4 separate regions of the Mus musculus genome follow, and all the other regions are linked to region 4. A link is a contact called in public promoter capture Hi-C data. All regions are on one chromosome and are shown on one strand. The core of a region is the stretch at or near the end of the contact, and the rest is flanking DNA. Distances in the headings are between cores, read along the strand shown.

Region 1 (2,787 bases), core at 29-2,528, 220 kb before region 4:
CTGCAACTTCCATTCTTCCTACTTTTATAGTAATACTATGAAAGAGGGACAGAGGAGTTTAACGACTGGCTTCTGGTCAGCCTCCAAGCAAAAAGCACCTGGATGGGTATGAGCCTGGAAAAATTACACATACAGCAGTGGTCAGCTTCCTCAGTCACCAAGCTGACAGATCTAGTTCACTTGCAGTGAAACCATACCTTGGCCAAGTTATAGTCAAGTGCTGGCCCTCTCCACAAGTGCACAAAGGAAGAATGGTCTGGAATAGGCTGGTTTCAAATATGTGTCCTATGCTTAAAACCCCTGGGCTTCAGAGACCTTGTTAAAGGCCAGGACATAACATCTGCCAAGCTTACCATATGCAAAACATGTGCTGGCCCTTACCTCAGTTAACCCTTCAGTAAACCTGTACTGCAGATTTCACAGCTTCCATCTGACAGACGATCCATTACAAAAAAGTCTAGAGAGGACCACATAGCTAGGAAGCAGATAGGAACCAGTGACAGGGCTTCCTCTTGAAGAAATAAGATGAGCCTCCGCCTAGTCCCCCGTGTCACCCACACTTAACGTCCTGAGTGGCACTATGTGGCTCCCGGCCTCCCTTAGTCTCTTGATTATCCCTGGGGCTGCTCACTTAGTCCGCTGTCTCCCTAGGTTGCAGCACTGGGAGGTCAAACAGCCTCAGACGTCCTGACAGTGCCACCACTACACTTTCCTCCGCCTTCCCCGCTTCTATCTCCAGAGTCCCGCGCAGCCCTCGTACTGCCGAAGCCGAAGGCCGGCTCTCTCTGTGGTCCAGCAGGATTATACGGACCCCACAGCAGGGCCGCGGACACCGCCACAGGGTCGAGAACCGAGCCGCCGGGAGAGCGCGCGCGGCTAGGAGCGCCCGCCTCTCACTCTCCTCAAAAGTAAATTGGAAGAAAGTCACTTGGGCGGAAGAACTTTCGCAGGCCCCGCGAAGACCGACGACCGACAGTGCCAGGTGCCCGACTCGCGGCCCGTCGATTCGCGGCGAGGGACCGCGGCCTCTCGGGACAGCGCCTCGGGGACCGGGCCTCTCTCCCGCCGGCCGGCCGGCCGGCCGCCTGCCCGGCCTCCCAGCACCCCGCAGCGGCTGGCCGTCCTTCCGTGCCCCGGCCCCTCCTGGAACCCGCTGCCCGCCGCCCTACGCTCCCTACGTTCGCCGCCGCCCCGCGCAGCGCCGCGCTACGCCGTCCTCCGCCACTCACCCCATGAGCCAGTCCATGGCTGCGCGGAGCCCGCGCCTCGCTCGGCCTCAGCCCCGCCGGCGGCCGGAAGTAAACACTCGATGGCTCCCGCCCGCTGCCGGACGTGACGCGCGCACGGCTTGCTGGGACGCGTAGTCCCAGCGGCCCCTGCGGCGATGTCCCGAGTACCTGTTCTGGAGTGTCAGGACCTTTCCCCATCGCCAACCTCGGGGCTTCGAGACCCAGGAGCATCCTGTATCTGAAGACCATCCAGAGTTTCTGGATCACCAGAGTGAGAATAACTTCAGAGGGCCCCAGAAACCCAGACGCCCGGAACTCCAGAGTGCCTCGGACTCGCAAACTGCCTGTCATTGCGCAGTGCCCTGGATCCTGGAGTATCACACCCCCGGTGTCTCTAGAGTGACCCCGGTGTTGCACACCTCTAGTGTTAGGACACTATAGAGTGCCTTGACCCCAGGAGTGAACCTTACCACCAGCGTGCCTGAATCTGTGGAATGCACAGACCCGTGGGAGTCTGAAGTTCCTGGGACCTGAGTATCCCTGACCCCAGTATCCCAGACCTGGGAGTATCCAGACCCCCCAGGCTGGAACATCGGAGTTCCTCTGCTCTGCAGGATGTGTTCCTTTCCTCTGCAGTGCCTCACCCCTTGCTGCTTACATCCCTCCTGATGTCCATCTTCCCACTGTTATCATCTTTTGCCCACACCTAGTGCCTCTGCCAGAACTGTTCTGACCACACTTGCCTCTTCTGTGTCCCTTAGCTTTGCTGGCCGTTCATTTGCATCCCAGCTGCCCGCCCCAGTGGACATGATTGTCCCCTTCAATCCCCATCTGTTCCCTTCCTCTATGTGCTGTACCCTCTGGCTCCTGGGTGAGCCTCTATTATCCAGGATACTTCTCTCCAGCGAGTAAGTCTCTTCATGATCCAGGGTATCTCTCCTATTGTCCGCTCTTTCCAGAGCCTGACCAGTACTAGGAACTCATTGAATACTTTTTGAAAGGCTGACTCTCTATTCTCTACACTGGAGAGATGCTTGCAGGAGCACACAGTTGAGCAGAAGGATCACAACAACCTAACTCACTAGTGTCTTCAATAGAGTGTCATGAATATCAGGCACCAGACAGATAACACCTTCAGGCCAACTGCCTGCTGTAATACAGCTGTCATATACTTGAAATGGGATTCACCTTCCCCAAAGAACCATTCCAGGATGCTGGGAAATGTCCAGTCCATTCCTTCTTTATAGCATGAACAGTCAGGCACTGGGAGTGGGTGGGGTTGCAGTTTTATCAGCAAAAAATACCTGAGATGAAACTGAAATAATAATGAAAGATCTGGAGAGGGAAAAGTCCCAAGTCAAGACCATATCAGGAGGAGAAAAATCAGGCCTGTGTTCTCCTCTGTTTCTATTCCTATGGATGCCCAGTCATACTGGATGACTTCCCCACACCATAATCACTTTGCTTTAGCCAGACGTCAGCTGATTACCTTGCAGTGTGGCCTTGTCCACTGCTTCCGAGGAGCATCAGTCATTGGTGAGCTAGTCTGCTTTTGACT
Region 2 (2,700 bases), core at 148-2,647, 250 kb after region 4:
AGGCTAATATCATCTGCTGCTGGGTCATAGCCACATTCATTTTGTAACACTACACAGGAGTGGATATGGGCAGGGATCTGTGCTCACAACTCACCTCTAATCCTTCATCCTAGGGGACCCCAGTGGTCATTTTGATCATTAAATGGGTGACCTAGATGCTTCTCCCAGAGCCACCATGATGGCCTCTTATAATGTGCCTGATATCTCCACCCATGTCTCCTTTCCTGAGCCCCCAAACACAACTATGTTGCCGTGGGGTACAGACAGAAACTTAACAAGGACCGAGGGAGCTGGAAAGCAGCAGAGAGAACCTATGGGGAGAGATGGGCCAGGAAGCAGGAGAGAGCAGCAAGACCACCAAGTCGGGACAAGAGCTATGGGCAGGGATCCCTTAGTTAGGACGAAGCTGGAGGGTCTCTGACCTGCAGGGCTGAGGACTTGTGAACAGCAAGGCCTTGGGAGGCTAGTGGCCTCTTGAAGGAGGTGTGGCCAGGGGCTCCTGGGACAGGGAGTATGCAGTGCTGCTGGGCTGCAAATGTGGCTGGGCAGCCAAGAAAGGGAGGGAAGGAGAAAGGAGGGGGTCCTGGGAGTCTTGCCTGGAAGGGAAAACAACCCAGTCTGGATTGGGAGAGGGGCCGTAGACTTCATACAAGAGATCCAGTCCACCCCACCCTTCCCCATCTCTGCTGCCCAAGGGATTGTTGGCGAGGCTGTGACTTAATTGTTGAGGGGGGCTAGGGTCCTATGTGGGATAGGGCATGGGTGTAGCCTCTGATGTGCTTATGTGGGAAAGGGGACAAAGAGCTGGCAGAGCCTAGAGAAAGACTAGGCTGTGGAACACAGGGTGGGGGCTATGTGGCCAGGCCTTGGTGAGCCTTATGGGGTGGTTTCGTCCAGTCCAGAAAAAGGGGAGTGGGGACAAAGGTACTGCTGGACCACCTACAGCAAGGGAACAGAGTAGATTCACAGAGCAGATTTGGGGGGGGGGGTACAAGGTGTATGACTGTGCTTGGTGGGGCCATGCAATGTTGGGGTGGGGAAACAGGATAGTAGTTGCCCTTTGTAGAATCCACCAGCCAGCAGTGCAGAGATGCGGGACTGCTCATGGCAAAGTGTGGTGCCCTTGTGGGTGGGAAAGCATGTACTGTAGGGTGCTTACAGGTTGAAGAACAGGGAGGTACACTATACACCGAGAGGTATGCAGGATTCTGTGTGGTGCTGGGATGGGGCAAATGGGTACAGAGTGTATGCCGGCTTTTTGCGGGGCCGGGTGAGGGGCGGGGCTGTTCACTGTTTTTATGGCTGAGAGGCGGGGTGCGCTGTGCCGGGGGCGGTGCGCAAGCAGCTTACGGTGCACGGGTGGGGGAGGGGCTTTTCGGGTGCGGGGTTGGGGGTGGGGTGGGGTTTGCGGGACACCGAAAGTGCGGGGCCCTGCGGTGCAGGGAGAGGGTAGCGCGGCCTCCGGAAGCGAGGGGGCGCTGTGCCAGCGCGGGCGCTGTGCGGGGCGGGTGTCGCTCCTTCCTGACCAGGAGGTGCGGCTGCCATGGCGCGGAATGTGTTGTGAGTAAAGTCGTGACCCGCGGAACGGGCTAAGCAGCCCAGGTCGGGTGGGTGCGGGGCCCGGGCCGGAAGCCGGAGGCGCCCGCACGCGGCGGGAAACCCGCCAGGGTCCACGCGGCAGGGCCACCTCGGCTTAGTGTCCTGGCTGTCAATCACAGCCAGCGGCTACAGCCTGCTTTGGCAGACAGCCAGGGCTGAGCCAGGATTGGCCGTTGCCTGCAGGACCCCTGGCCCAAGTCCCCCAAAGTTGCTACATTCACCGGTCTCCACGTGGCCAGCAGTGCTAGCCTCCCACAGTCTGAGCCGGAAACATGTGTTCAGTAAACACGTGACCCACTGGTTGGGTGGCCCTAGGTTGAGCATTAATGCGGTTTTGAGAGTTCTCGTGGAAGCAGAATTGGGGGGACCCTGCAATAAGAAGGGGTGAGGGCTGGTTCCCTGGTGGGCAACCTTGTGATTTCTTTCCGCAGACTGGCTGGGAGACCAGGGACCTCTGAACCAGGCCAGTGTGAGGCAGGGCCAGTCTAGTTCAGCTTTTGGGCTCACCCCCTGGCTTTGCAGGGAGCTGGTTGGACCCATGCGTGAATGAGTGACAGGTGGGTGGGGGCAGAGTGAGACCAGGGATGAGACCTGAGCTTTGAGGAGGACTAGGTTAACAGCCTACCAGTTGGGAACCAGGCTCCCAGCGAGAAGAGAGAGCCAAGAGTTCCATTTGAGATATGCTGTTTGGGGCTGCTCATAAAAAAAAAAATAATAATAGTAGAAAAGAAGTTAAGAGAGCCCTAAAAGGCCAGACCTCTAATTTGACCATTAGGTAGGCTCTTGAGTCATTGAGTTTGGCAAACATTTAGCGATGGGGCCTGCTTCTGAGGCTCCCACCATGCTACCTTGGGAGTCATCTGAAACTCTGGTACCTGCTTCTCAGCCCTGAAACTTCTCTGGTGCCCTCAGCTTGGTGCTTCCAGTGTGGTGCTCCCAAGACTTAGAGGTCTGGCCCACATGCCACACCTCGGTTATCAGTGTGACCCTAGGGTGGTCCTGTGTACCCACCCTCCACCTGGGGACCATGAACTATGAGTCTCTAGTAATCCCAGTCCTTGAGTTTCTCCTGTCCTTCTCCATGTCTGCTCAGGTGGGCAT
Region 3 (2,866 bases), core at 309-2,808, 220 kb after region 4:
CTGACCTCACCACAGAAGAGAATTAGAGTCCCTTTGGCACTAGTGTGGGACTTCATAAACTCTACATGACCCTCAAGGCCAGATTGAGCTGGGCATCCACAATATTTAGAGCTCACTGAACCCTATCTATCTAATGGTATAGATGGAGGTATAGAGGGACACATAGGTTCTGTCCAGGAAGGTTGAGCTGGCCCAACAACTCCAGGGGCCTCTAAGGGGCAGGTGCTTGGAGCAGAGGAGAGCAGGAGAGAAGCTCTGTTCTATGAGCCAGCAGGCTAGAAGACTGGCTCCACTCTCCTTCTGATCACAAGCTGGATCTTGTGTCTCTGGCATTCTATGGCCCCATCTCTAACACATAGGAGGTGGATGGTGGGTCAATCCAAACCTTCCAGAAACTCTTAAGATTTGGTGGAGATTGGCATACTGTGGGCCTCCTACTGGTCATCCTGATGTCTCTAATCTCAGGATGCAAAAGGACCAGAGCCCTGTCTGTGTCCCCTAGGGCTCACCTACCATTACTTTACACTCCACATTGGCTTTTTCCCTGAACTGAACAGATCCACAGACCCCACCAGCCACACACGACAAGCCATGGGGTCTGGGAGGGTTAAGAGAGTGAATGGCAAATGCCAGGTTGGTCTCTTGCTACTTGGTGCTTCAGTTTCCCTAGAGGCTGACCAGGCACATAAGGCCCAGAAGAGTGTCCATGGTTGGATGGTGCCCCCTGGAGTCTTGAGGAAAAAAAGGCCAGGCACATGGCGAGGTCTGCTCATGGCCAGGTCTGCTCAGCAGGGCCCACATCCCTGGACAGAGATATGACCTCCAGGTCCACTACTTAGTATGGAGCCCCCAGACCAATAACAGGCCCAAGCATTGCTCAGCCCTCCCCAGTTACTGAGGAAGATGGACAACCAGAGGCAAGGTTTAGGTGATCATTTCTCCTATTAGGTGATCATTTCATGAGACGTGTTCCAGTGATGTCCACTTGAAAAATAGGCCTGGCCTCGAAGAAGGGGCTGTGTGTGACATGGGCTAGGGACCCAGGGCTCTTCATTTGGTGGGTATCTTGAGCTGTCTCTATGCTGGAGAAGCAGGGCAGAGTTGCAGGAGGTGCCATATAGAGTTAGACACCGATCTTGAACAAAGTACCTGCTCCTACAAGCCACCTCGGGCAGAGGAACAGGGGACCAAAGAACCCAAAACCCAGGCTCTGATGACCCTTCCCCCAACAGCCTGACTCAAGAACAGCCTTGGTCTAGACCCAATCCTTTCCTCCTCTCTCCCTCAGCCCATCAAGCATGTGCCCATTGCTGAGGGGGGAGGGTAGGTAAAAATAGCAGCTGACACCTTTCTGGAACAGTTAGGGACCTTGCCTCCTCCTCCAGGCATGTCTCCTCCATCCTTGCCTCCTTGGGCCTCCTCTGGGGCATTCCTATACTTGGTCAGGGGCCTGCTTGGGCACACCCTCCCCCTTCCCATGCCCCAGCCACCCATCTGCTGGCCAATGGGCTGCCAGAGAAGATCAGATGTCACTATAACATGAAGGGGTGAGGCTGTTGGACAGTGCCTGCTGCTGGTCCTGTCCACAAGGAGCCCCCAGCCTTTCTCAGACTCAACTACAGGTGTGTATGGATGTGAACAGCCCGCGTAGGAGTGGGCAACTGTGTCTGGGCTTGGCTGCCTAGCATCTAAGGGGAGTTCAATGGGTCCTGTGCCTCTTGCTGTGTTGTATTTTGGTAACTAGAAGCATGGTGCTTGAACCTTGGGATGACATAAAAGATCTGGTTCTAAACCAGAATAGAAAAGCACAGGAAGTGAGAAGGAGTGGGGCTCCTGTGTGACTCAGGACAAAGGAGACCTCCTAAGGTAGGATCTAGGAAGAAGGGCAGAGGGTGAGATAAGGATCGAGTGAGTCAGAGGACATCATTCAGAGCTCTAAGGGCGCCTGCAGCTGCCTGCCTGGCAGCTGGCTGGAGCCCCTCTGAGACTCTGAAAGAATGACCTTAGAGAAAGAATGTGATTTCAACTCATCCTTGGAGCCCATGGGTCTGCCCTTTTGCAGATCTGGGCTTATCTCAGATCACCCTGGGAAGAAGCTCAGGGGAGAGATATCTGTGAACCCCTGGGGCAGATTCCTAAGGTTCAGGTGAAGACAAACAGGAGCCAAGCTGAACCAGGACAGAGGGAATGAAAGGAGCCTGGGCCTGAGCAGGAAGCTCATATCTGATCTTGTGGCTGGGAGACCAGGTGGCCCCTAGCCCTCCAGGCTCCCGCCTTTGTTAAGTTGCCGGGCTGGGATTCCTAACTTCCTGAGTTGAACTTTCTAGATGTCCTTGGGAATCCTTGGAGGAAACCGGACCTAGCAAGGTTGTTCAGAGCAGACTAGGCCCAAAGCAGGAAGTGATAAGGGACCCATAGCAAGTGAGTGGCAGGGCCCCCTGCCCCTTTTTGGCCTTTGTCACCTTTGAAGGAAAGGAGTTTGGCATGGATCCCCAAGGAAACTGACCTCACAGGCTATTTTTGTGAACCTTCTTCTAAGCCCAGAACCCTCTACAGAACAACTGTTTTCACTCTCTGTTGTTTATTGGTCATCTCTGTCCCATCCCTGACACCCCACCTCTGCCTCTCCCCAATTTATAGAAATGTTGAAATGGGGGTGGAGATGCACAGATATGCTCAAGTGGGCCTTCTGGACCTCTTTAGAAGACCAGGAACCTCAGTTTCTCAACCTCAAACAAGGGCATTGCTACCTCACTTTGGAAGGGTACAAGGCTGCCCTTGCTGGATGGATGCCTTTAGGAGCCAGGAGGGGAGCCAAGATGGCTAGGTTGTTCTCAGTACCCTGCCCCCCTGCCATCTTGGGTTT
Region 4 (2,771 bases), core at 192-2,691:
TACTAGTCTGTGTAACTGTGCTGTGGAGGAAGGGTGGTTGAACCTTGATTTTTAGAGCTCCAGGGCCCAACCTCCAGATCCTAAGTATTTCACTGAGGATTTGAGTAGACAGTCAAGATATGCTCACAGCTAGGTGACCTGGGTTGGAGCGAAGTATAGGGATCCACCCTGGGGCAGTATTACTTTGCCTGACAAAGTTTCTCATCTTCCCAGTCAACCAGTATTAGCTATTTTGACTCTACAGGGTACAGCAGAGAAATAAATTGAGTTTTTTGAGAGCATCAGCCTTTCTTGGCCATTGGTGAGCTTAGCTGGGAAGTTCATATGAGGAAGAAGGACCCTTCCTTCATAAGAGAGTCCTTGGGGCTCAGAGCAGCAAAGGTGACATGGAGTAATTTACAACTTTGCAAATCTGGTCCTCAGCACCCTGTGGCACCCTGAATGAATGCAGAGCACATCTTAACAATCCTCCTGCAGGGGACATCACTCCCTCCCCTTCCTTTTTAGCTGAGTAATCAGGAGGGCACAGTCTTACCCAGCAGCTGGTCTCATCTTTCTGCTGCTCTGCTTTGTCTTTTGGTGAACACATTCGTATGTGGGTTCATCTCTTTATTTCCTATCCTGCTTATTTTTGACCTTATTATGTACTCAATCTTGCAGGGCAAGCTTGATTTTTAGTGTGTACTATAAACACCTAATTTGGTTGCATGTTAGTGAGAGACTTGGGTGTAGGATGACTAGCAGGGGTCCTGTTTTATTTTGTTTTGTTTATTTGTATGAGGACATAGATGGGCACCCTAAATGTTGGAGACCATACCATAAGAAAGTAGGCCTTTCAAAGTTTTCCACCCTAACAAGCCAAATGGCCTTGTGCTAAGGAGCTGGTCTTCACCCCCTCCTCCCTGTTTCCTTCCTGGCACCTGAGGCTGTAAAAAGCTGAATTATAGTCCCCTCTTCCTTATCTCTTCCTGACTCCCAAGACTTCAAAGGACATGAGTTACAAGCTGAGCCCAGCCTGACACCCAAGGCTGTTAAGGAGGATTCTACATTCCAGAGATAAGAGTGCCTGGCCGCCTGCAGTTTGAATTAGGCCTTCATGTCCCCAGATGCCCACTTCTTTGTTCTTAGTTGATCCCCCTCAACCCCTCCCTATTCCCCTTAAAACCTGGCATTTCAGCCTAATAAACTGAGACCTTGATAGGAACCCTTCTTTGTCTCTGCGTCTCCTTCCTTTCCTCGCATTTCTCTTCAGGTTTGTGGTCCCCCTTGCACCCAGGAAGAACTGGGTCCTGCTGGGTGGGACAAGTGGCGCCTAACTGAGGTTCGGAGCGTTTTGCCTTAGGTGGAGATTACGGAGTTTGACTCCCCCAGAGAAGTTCGTAGGGACCCCAAGAAAAAAGAAGTGAAGGACTGCTTCAGCAGCTCACCGGAGAGAGAAATCCTTGGTAAGTGATTCATCTCCACTGAGAAATGGGAACTAAGCTTTCTAAAGAGGCAGCCTTTATAAAAGGCTTAAAGGTGGCTCTCAGGGAAAGAGGAGTTAGAGTTAAAAAGAAAGATTTGATAAACTTTTTTATTTTCATAGACCAGGCAGGTCCATGGTTTATTATAGATGGCGCAGAGATACATTGTAAGAAATGGATAAGAGTAGGAAGAGAATTAAGTGAAATTTTGGCAAAGCAGGACCCCGATGCTATTCCTGCAAATATATTTACTTATTGGAGTCTAATCCGTGATTTAATACAAAGTGCAGTTGATGATCCAGAGAAACAGCAGCCTTTGTCAGTGGCAGAATATTGCCTCTGTCCCCTGTCTCTGGAAGCTTCAGAGAGCTCCCTCCCTACTAAAAAGCCTCCAATAGCTGCAGACAGGCCCGAAGTCCTGCAGACTGCTCTCTACCCCCATATCCCGGTAAGCGCATTGCCTGCTGACCCGCCACTGATCAATCTAGAATTTAAAAAATCTTTGGCTGAAAGCCCTTTAATTTCTGGGGACACAGACACTTTAGAGGAAGAGATAGTCCGTCCCCGTAAGCCCGAGCGATTGCCGGGCGCTTCAGCTCCTCCCTGCAATGCCTCGTCCTACCTGCCACCAATCTGCGCTCCCGAGCCGTGGCCCCAGGCGCTGCCGGTCCCTACTCTCATTGATGCTAAAGACAAGCTCGCGTCTCAGGTAGCAGGATTACAAGAAGTTTTAGAGCTCCAGCAACAGTACGCCCGCCTTTCCACAGAGCTCGCTTCACTCCAAAATTCTTTAAAAGAGACTATCCTTGCCCCTCCCCCAGCCTCAGCCTCGGGCGGCGTAAAAAAGAAAGCTCCGCGAGCGGTAAAAACTAAAACATTGGCTTCCCCCGTAATTACTCGCTCCACGAGAGCTGCTAGCTACGACCCGCCCACTTCTACGGCGGAGACACAGCCCCCAGCCACCCGTGCCGAATCTGCTTCTGCAGAAATTGGGCCTTTAGAAAGGCCCCAGGCCGACCTCTCCTCGGACACTAACAGCGAGGGCGGAGAAGATTATGAGTGTGAAAACGAAGTAGAACGTGAGCCAGAGGAACAAATTTCTGCTCCTGTCCAACAAACAGAATTCCGCAGACTACGTTTTAAGCTCTTAAAAGAGCTTAACTCTGCGGTTAGAACTTATGGCCCATCTGCCCCCTACACGCTTTCGCTCCTAGAAGCTCTTCCGGGAGGCGAACATATGCTCCCTAGTGAGTGGATCAAAGTAATCCAAACTGTGTTAACACGCGGGCAATTTCTCTCATGGAAAGC

What was found. Promoter capture Hi-C pulls out the DNA fragments that hold promoters and counts their contacts. Capture Hi-C pulls out chosen DNA fragments and counts their contacts.
Region 1: a contact with region 4 is called in a promoter capture Hi-C map of stem cell-derived epiblast-like cells, with 3 times the contacts expected there. The contact joins the promoter of Mob2 here to the promoter of B130016D09Rik in region 4. A contact is called at or near these places in 17 of 39 promoter capture datasets (the 3T3-L1 cell line, 3T3-L1-derived adipocytes, the C10 cell line and 10 more), 10 of 484 Hi-C or Micro-C datasets (Sertoli cells, cerebral cortex, embryonic stem cells and 5 more) and 10 of 115 datasets of contacts at active chromatin or transcription factors (cardiomyocytes, effector CD8 T cells, embryonic midbrain and 4 more).
Region 2: a promoter capture Hi-C map of adipose tissue shows a contact between it and region 4, with 3 times the contacts expected there. The contact joins the promoter of Mrpl23 here to the promoter of B130016D09Rik in region 4. A contact is called at or near these places in 4 of 39 promoter capture datasets (the C10 cell line, embryonic stem cells, hippocampal neurons and 1 more), 3 of 484 Hi-C or Micro-C datasets (Th1 cells, bone marrow-derived macrophages and cerebral cortex), 5 of 115 datasets of contacts at active chromatin or transcription factors (bone marrow-derived macrophages, microglia, pancreatic cancer cells and 1 more) and 2 of 9 other capture datasets (adipose tissue and liver).
Region 3: a promoter capture Hi-C map of stem cell-derived epiblast-like cells shows a contact between it and region 4, with 2.6 times the contacts expected there. The contact joins the promoter of Tnnt3 here to the promoter of B130016D09Rik in region 4. A contact is called at or near these places in 13 of 39 promoter capture datasets (the 3T3-L1 cell line, the C10 cell line, cranial neural crest and 7 more), 1 of 484 Hi-C or Micro-C datasets (bone marrow-derived macrophages), 1 of 115 datasets of contacts at active chromatin or transcription factors (bone marrow-derived macrophages) and 4 of 9 other capture datasets (adipose tissue, liver, macrophages and 1 more).

What each region holds. Positions count from the first base shown.
Region 1 is chr7:142,059,756-142,062,542 of GRCm38.p6, forward strand. Mob2 (MOB kinase activator 2) reads right to left here and starts at 1,279. Exons shown (of 5, transcript NM_028308.2): 1 at 1,230-1,279. The coding sequence starts at 1,246.
Region 2 is chr7:142,531,635-142,534,334 of GRCm38.p6, forward strand. It overlaps Mrpl23 (mitochondrial ribosomal protein L23), which reads left to right and starts at 1,398. Exons shown (of 5, transcript NM_011288.2): 1 at 1,398-1,560. The coding sequence starts at 1,544.
Region 3 is chr7:142,497,278-142,500,143 of GRCm38.p6, forward strand. Tnnt3 (troponin T3, skeletal, fast) reads left to right here and starts at 1,559. Exons shown (of 18, transcript NM_001163664.1): 1 at 1,559-1,622. The region is part of intron 1 of Prr33 (proline rich 33); the gene reads right to left.
Region 4 is chr7:142,282,022-142,284,792 of GRCm38.p6, forward strand. B130016D09Rik (a long non-coding RNA gene) reads left to right here and starts at 1,442. Exons shown (of 1, transcript XR_003946899.1): 1 at 1,442-2,771. Gm45889 (a long non-coding RNA gene) reads left to right here and starts at 1,193. Exons shown (of 2, transcript XR_870059.2): 1 at 1,193-1,445.